Regions from separate parts of the Arachis hypogaea genome. Here region 2 is linked to region 1. Evidence: chromatin contacts called from public Hi-C data. All regions are on one chromosome and are shown on one strand. The core of a region is the stretch at or near the end of the contact, and the rest is flanking DNA. Distances in the headings are between cores, read along the strand shown.

The links. Hi-C and Micro-C count contacts between places; a contact is called where the count stands out from the background.
Region 2: a contact with region 1 is called in a Hi-C map of an unstated tissue, with 3 times the contacts expected there. The contact joins the promoter of LOC112728063 here to the promoter of LOC112728058 in region 1. A contact is called at or near these places in 3 of 8 Hi-C or Micro-C datasets (leaf and an unstated tissue).

Annotation. Positions count from the first base shown.
Region 1 is chr12:106,017,224-106,020,922 of arahy.Tifrunner.gnm2.J5K5, forward strand. It overlaps LOC112728058, which reads right to left and starts at 1,970. Exons shown (of 3, transcript XM_025778038.3): 1 at 1,557-1,970; 2 at 877-931; 3 at 34-553. The coding sequence starts at 1,643. The coding sequence ends at 183.
Region 2 is chr12:106,166,239-106,169,937 of arahy.Tifrunner.gnm2.J5K5, forward strand. It overlaps LOC112728063 (protein trichome birefringence-like 35), which reads left to right and starts at 1,839. Exons shown (of 7, transcript XM_025778044.3): 1 at 1,839-1,981; 2 at 2,305-2,512; 3 at 2,644-2,944. The coding sequence starts at 1,967.

The DNA.
Region 1 (3,699 bases), core at 720-3,219:
TTCACCAAACAGCAACACTCACATCCAAGGGCAGTATCTGAAATGTATATATATTATATTTGGAACCTACTTACAATAAAAATCTATGTAAAAGAAAATCAAGATGATCCTCAAGAACAAACATACCATGCTTTTTTTTTTTCTTTTACATAATCTCAACCCTTTTAGTAAACTAGTGTAACTCAGAACCTATCTACACAAATACCATTTCTTATAACCTCATATGCCTCTCTACTCCTTGTTCTCTTTAGGCCAGCACTCACGTAGAGTTTCGATTCGTCGGTCCAAACCATGGTAAGCTTAACCCAGATAATTACTTTTGTCTTCATTCCCTCTATCTCAGCTAGTTTTCCTTTTCCAAGTTGACCAATCACCGTGGTGGAGAATCGCATGACTGTTTGATCCCTGTAACCGACCTCACATACTTGAGGAATGTTAACAACTAGTTTTCCTGTCTCTGGATTGAACTCATAGTTTGTTGCATCTTTAGGGAAGAGTCCACTTGGTAGATCATACTCCTTTAGCAATTCCGGCAATGGCTTTTGAACCGATCCTGTGGAAGCAATGTTATCAAAATAGAAATCAGGAATCTTAAATTGAATTTCTGCAGCATCAATGGGAATAGTAGACATATATATTCTAAATCTATGCAACAATGTTCTGAAGAATACCAATAGTGCTATGTCAAATAGAACCATCTGATGTCGAAAACTAGAATCACCTTTATATCTAATAGGATCTCGAAAAAATTGACATACTTTTTGTGAAAATCAGATTGTAAACAAGTGCAGAATTAGACATCAAAATCAAAATATTGGACTATTGGTGGTTATCAAGTGTATATGATTAATGTCAAACAAGTAAAGAGTTACAAACCTTTTACTTTGTTAACCAACCATTTTGCTCCTCCTTCAATACTGCTTTGCAGTGACTAATCATCAATGAAAAAAGAGGTGTCAATTTAAGCATTCTTCAAGCCAAAAAAATTATCCTAAACATTTGTTGTATTCTAATGGAAACAGTAATAGGATTATTAAAAAGGAAAACTCAATGTTCAATTATGATGTAGCTGCATTCTTTAACAGCGGGTGAGGAAAATAATCTTAATTCGTGAACCTAATTAAGTCACAGAATTTCTCAAAACCATAACTTGTATATTTAAATCAATCATACATAATTTAGTTTTTACAAGTAAAAGATAACTTTGATTACTTACAACAGAAGAAAATACATTGTTTGAAAAATTGATTTTATAGCTCAAATATTCTGCATGATTACACCTATGGATTTAATTTAATGGAAAATTTCAGACATCCAAATCCAATAAAGGGTCATCAAATAAAAATCCGTTGTTGATCCAAAATGATAGAATAGACTAATTTCAAAAGGAGTACAAAATTCAATTCTCACAGATTAATAAACAATTTCACCAATTCTGAGAACCTAGAAGGATCCTCCATCATAAAAAATAATAACAACAACAATAATCACAATAAATAATCATGATTGAAATAAAAAGTGCAAAATTTTGGTAAGAAAAAGAGAAAATTACACACGTTGATGTCATTACCAACGGAACTAAGTTCCCCCTTGGCCTTTTGATTGAACCAATAGGATCCAACTTTGCCTGCTATCGCATCCATCTTCTTCTTCTTCTTCTTATTCTTCAAACGCAAACAAAAAAGGTTCTGTTTTTATTATTGTTGCTCCTTTCTTTCTACCTTCCTTCAGAGAAAGAAAGAAACGACTTTTTCCTCGTTCTTCCTTTCGACTTTTCGCTCCAAATAATAATATCATTAATTATGTATAATTAATATTTTATTTTTTGAGAAATACGACATGTTCATGGAAAATTTTACTATAGACTTATAGGTTTTAAAGAATAAAAAATACAAAAATAGTCTTTAAGAAGTTTTTGTAATTTATTTATACGTACATAAAGTCCTTAAGAATTTAAGGATGGAATTATTAATTATAGGTAAGAGTGAATTGCGTTATTATAGCCTTTTTTTTTTAATTTATAAATTTACCATAGAAGTTTTTCGAAAATTTACTTAGTACTTTTATTTTTTAGAATCTATAAATTTTTTACAAAATTTTCTATAACTTATTTGTCTTACTATTCTTTATTTTCTATTTATTTCAAAGTCCGGTTTTGTTTGATAAATTATTATTTATTGTTTAACTTGTTTTTAGTGTATTTTCATATTATAATATATATTATATACGAATAACTAATTTAGTAATTAATTTTTAGTGTTTACGTAATTTTATTAGTTCATAATTTAATCAAATATATGTTAACTTGAATAATCTTAAAAAAAAAAATCTTGGATAATCAATTTATTTTATCCAAATTGAGGAGTTTTGTGGAGACTTAAAATTAAGTTACTATTATTTGTATTCTTTTTATTTTAATTAAGAGTTTTGTAAAGTCAAGCTGAGTTGGTGTATGAAAAATAAATGTTTGGTTAAAAAGGAGAGATAATCAACAAGAGAAAATACTACATGAACTAATATTATTTTTTTCAATTTTTTCATGCTACTACTATATTTTTTTTCTTTGTATTAGAATGATATTTATCATAAAAATGTGTAGGTATAATTATTGATTGTTTAACATTTCTGAATTGTATGAATAGTATATTACCCATTAAAATTATATTTGTGAGGTTGACTTTGTCAACAAATATTTGTAAGAATTTTATTTTTTTAAAAATTTTCTATTAATAATGAACGAATACTAGTTTGAACAAGAATTAGAGAATTAGAGAGAGAAAGACTGAAAAAAGAATTTGAGATTATAAAATTGTGTATGTGAATTACAACTAAGTTGAATCTTATATCACTACAAAAAAGTTTTAGAATAATGACCGATTTTGCGACCAATAAAAATTTTTTAGAAAAAAAAGTTGGTTGCTAAATTGGTCGCTAAATTTCAATTAGTGACCGATTTAGTGACTACCCACTCTTGGTCACTAAAATCAGTCGCTATTTTTTAATTTAGCGATTGAATTAGCAACTAAAACAAAAAAAGGCTTTTGGGGTCCGTTGGTGACTAAATCGGTTGCTATTTTTAATTTAGCGACTGATTTTGTGACCAATATAAAAACAAGCTTAATAATTGTTGGTCGCTAAATCGGTCGCTAAGAAGTTGGTCACTAAATCGGGTGCTAAGTGTTAAAATAGTAACTGTTTTAGCGACCAACTTTAAAATGCTGCTTTTAAAGTAGTTGGTCGCTAAATCGGTTGCTATTTTATAATTTAGCGACTGAATTAGCAACCGATATAAAAATAGGTTGAAAAAATAGTTGGTCATTAATTTGGTCGCTAATGTAGCGGTCGCTAAATCGGTTGCTAAGAAATAATATAACAACCGATTTTAGAGACCAACTATGAAATCATGGGGTTAGAACAATTGGTCACTAAATCGATCGCTATTGTAATTCTTAGTGACTGAATTTGCGACCACTACAAAATTTGTTATAAATTAATTAGTTGTTAAATTGGTCACTATTTTTTTTACTAATCAATATATTAAACAAATTAAATTTTAAAATAAATTAAAAGAAAACATAACTTTTGAACCCTAATCTACGCTGAGCTCTCTCCTCACACAGTGTCCCTCTTGCGCCTCCCTCACTCTCCGGCGAGTCCTGTTTGGCGTTGTTCTTGTCGGCACCATTCTCGTCGGTGCCA
Region 2 (3,699 bases), core at 589-3,088, 150 kb after region 1:
ATCTGACCAGAATAGACCACAAGCTCCAAAGAAAAAGAAGAAGCCAGGACCAGTAACAAAGAAAAGGAGAAAGGATGCAGATGAGGGTAATGAGGGAAGCAAGAAGTCTAAGATAACTGGGACTCTAAAGAGACAACTAAAACCGTTTACCTGCAAATACTGTCTACAAAAGGGGCACACAAAGAGGGGTTGTCCAAAAAAAAAAGCAGCTGATGTTGCTCAAGCTATTGCTGATGTAGTTGCAGCTGCAGCTGCTGCTAAGACAAAGCCCACTGAACAAGCACCTACTCAAGCTCCTCCAGATGCACCTGCTCAGGCTCCTCCAGAAGCACCATCTCAAGCTGCTCCGGAAGCCCCTGCTCAACCACCTGCACCAGTTGAGATCGACCTCTCCCAGCCAAACTACTCCGATGCACAACAGTCCCAACATAGTTAAGAGGTAGTTGCATTTAGTTTCAAAACTCATACTCAAAATTGTTGTCCACGTTCAACTGAATTTATGTCCTACTAAAACAGGATCCACCTGCGAGACCATCCAAGTTGCAGACAAGAAGGAGGTCCTCCACACCACCATCAGGATCGATTACTGTGGATCCACTACAAGGAGCAAGCTCAACGACATCTTCCAGACTGGCCAACTTCCTGAAATTTGTCCCAACACCTGGCTTCAAGCCACTAAGGAAGAAGAAATGAAGATGTACCTGATTCTGTTTTTGCCTACTTTAGATGAAACTTGGCAGCTTTTTGTAAATGATGCTTTTTTGTTTTGTGGCCTGAATTTATGGCAGTAGACTTTTAGTATATTTGAATAGAATATGACAATGATGGCACTCTGTGTCCTTTGGCTAAGGTGTATTTTGTCTTAAGAGTTGTCATTAGTATGGCAGGATTATTGTTACTTTTGTTAAAACTTATTGATATGGATATTTTTATTGTTACAATTTCTTCCAACTTCAATTATGTTACTTCAGATGCATTTTTTTGCAATTTCTTTCAGCAATTTCATTGAATGATAGAAAACAACTATGACATTTGAGAAGAAAAAATTTTCTTTCTTCTAATACACTTCTACCCTGAATACAGTAACACAAACTCATCTTCAAGCTTTTACTACCAACATAAAACCAACAACAAAAACTACAAACAAAGCCAAACCTAAAATGTACATCTTTTGGGTTCTAACTTCAGCTTCTATCTTCCCAATTCTCCAAGCCAAATCCACCCTAACTTGGTCACCATCCACAGTAGACATTACCCTTCCTCTCAGGTCTTCTTCTCCAATGTCAGCCCAGACAAACAAACCACACCACCTCTTACCATTAACATTGTAGTTAGGGCACCCAAAGAATGGCTTGTTAGGGTTAGCCTCTGTTGTGGACTACCGAAAAACAGGGCGGCACCCACACCCACACCACTGCGGAACAACCGATGCTCTACTTTGACTGGAACTCCTACTGTTGGACCGCATGGAACTCTGGCTCCCACTTGCAATCATGCTGGTAAACTCGGAAGGGAGCAGGAGACAAAGAACCAAAGAGAAACGGGTAGAAGAAGAAGATGATGGGGTCACATGATGAACTTAGGTTTTAAAAGGGGGGTAAGGACTAAATTGGAGCAATTCAAACTTTAGGCCACGTCATATAACCGTTACTGTGTCCAGCGTGGCAATATTTGCCAAGTCACTAACGGCGTCAGACTTCCGGTGACGGAAAATAGGAAAAGGACTAACGTGGTGCATTTTTTTGAATTTGGGGGACTAATTTGGTGCAATTGAGATCTGAAGGACTAAATAGGTGCAACTCGTCAATCTCAAAAACCAAAGTGGAGTTTAACTCGTAATTTTCTCCTTCCATCTCTATCAATCCGAAGTCAACTTAAATCCTATTACAAGTCAACACCCTTAAGCGCTTAAGAAAAAGTATCATGGCAGGTTCCCAACTTCCAACAACAACCACTGTCACAACAAATGGTGATAGCTCAGGTAAAAAATGGTGAAAGGATCTTGGTTGTTATTAACATCCTTCAATTTTTTAAGTATTTGCCATTAAAATAAAGTAAGAGCATAGAACAGCTAGTTATGACAGCACAATTCAAACGCCTTTTGTGTCCCAATTCTAATAAATCTAAAAGGTCCCAATCCATCACCACCACCAGATGCACCATCACTGAATCATTGTTCAATCATATATATTATACCCCATCATAAATCTGAAGTTGATTTTTTTGTTTTCAGTTGATATATGCTTTTTTCTTTCTTTTTTGAATACCCTTTGGATCAAAGTTTCAGACTTTACCACCATGCAGAGATGGAAGTGGAGCAATAGCGGCAGAAAGAAAACCCCTTATTTTCCACTGCTTGTGCTGTTCTTGGTGGCGTTCATAGCTTTCTCAACACTTCACAGTGAGCACAGCATTCACCAAATCCATGAGAACCCAGATCATGCTCGTATTCATCAAGAAGAACATGTTTCAGTTACTTATGTCAAACCCAACCTTCTCAATCGAGCTTCAGGTGTGGTTTTTCTTATGTTCAAAGTAGAGAACTTTTCTGGGTTTAGTTAAAGTTTTGAGCTTTGTGACTTTGATTTGTGCTTTGTCTCTGACTTGTTGAGATGGGTTTATGTGGTTTTTGTTGGATGATAGAGGTTTTGGATAGATTCAGTAGATGCAACTCCACAGTAGAGTATAGTGGCAGGAAAATTGCTTGCCTTGGTAGTGGCGGCGGCGGCGGCGGTTCTCGGGGTTTCAGCGGCCACCGGAGTTTGGGGACGAAAAAATGTGATGTATTCTCAGGAAAATGGGTGTTTGATAATGGTTCATATCCATTGTACAATGAGGCAGATTGCCCTTATATGTCTGACCAATTGGCATGTCATAAGCATGGAAGGAATGATTTGGGTTATCAGCATTGGAGATGGCAACCTCATAACTGCAATTTGAAGAGGTGCCTTTCCTTCTGAGCTCTTCTTATTTTTATTTCTTGTGAGTTATTTAAAAGAAAGGCTATCTGGCATGATACTAAATTGCCAAAATGTGTTTTATCACTTACTCTCTGTGAGCATAGTTAGGCTTTTATAATGAAACATCATGGGGTCATCTAATCTCTGTGACCAACCACATCCATCTAATGGTATAAGACTTTGTTGTTGTTGTTGTTAAGCATAGTTAGATTTTGTGCGACCGAGTCCAGTTGCGGTTGTTGGGATTGCATGTGTTAAAGTGTAGATTTCTTGTGTTTGCAACTTGAATTCGAGTCTTTTTGCAGTTGGTTATGGCCGAAATGTGGTGAGGTTGTAGTCAAGTTATGTGAATGGAAGACACACCGAAATTGGCGTTGCAGTCAACCACAACCACAATATTGCTGCAGCATCTGCATTCTGCAGTTTACAACCATTTAGGGGTTGTTTGTCACTTGTAAGTTGGGTTTTGGAGGGAAGCGGAGGGTGAAAGGAAGACTTGTGTAAGTAAAGTTTACACCTCAAGCCCTCCATTTCTCTTCCCTTCCCCTTTCAAACTTCAAAGTCACAAACACCCCTCAGTGACATGGCTTGGGATTAAATTTTCTATTAGAAAGAGGGAGAGCTTGAATAACAAAGTTCAGAGTTTAGTATAATTATTTTGTGAAGTTGATCTATAACCAAAACTGAATTTCGTTGAGTTCAAGTGGCATAGAAGTTGTTCTTGTGGAGTTAGAGTTGC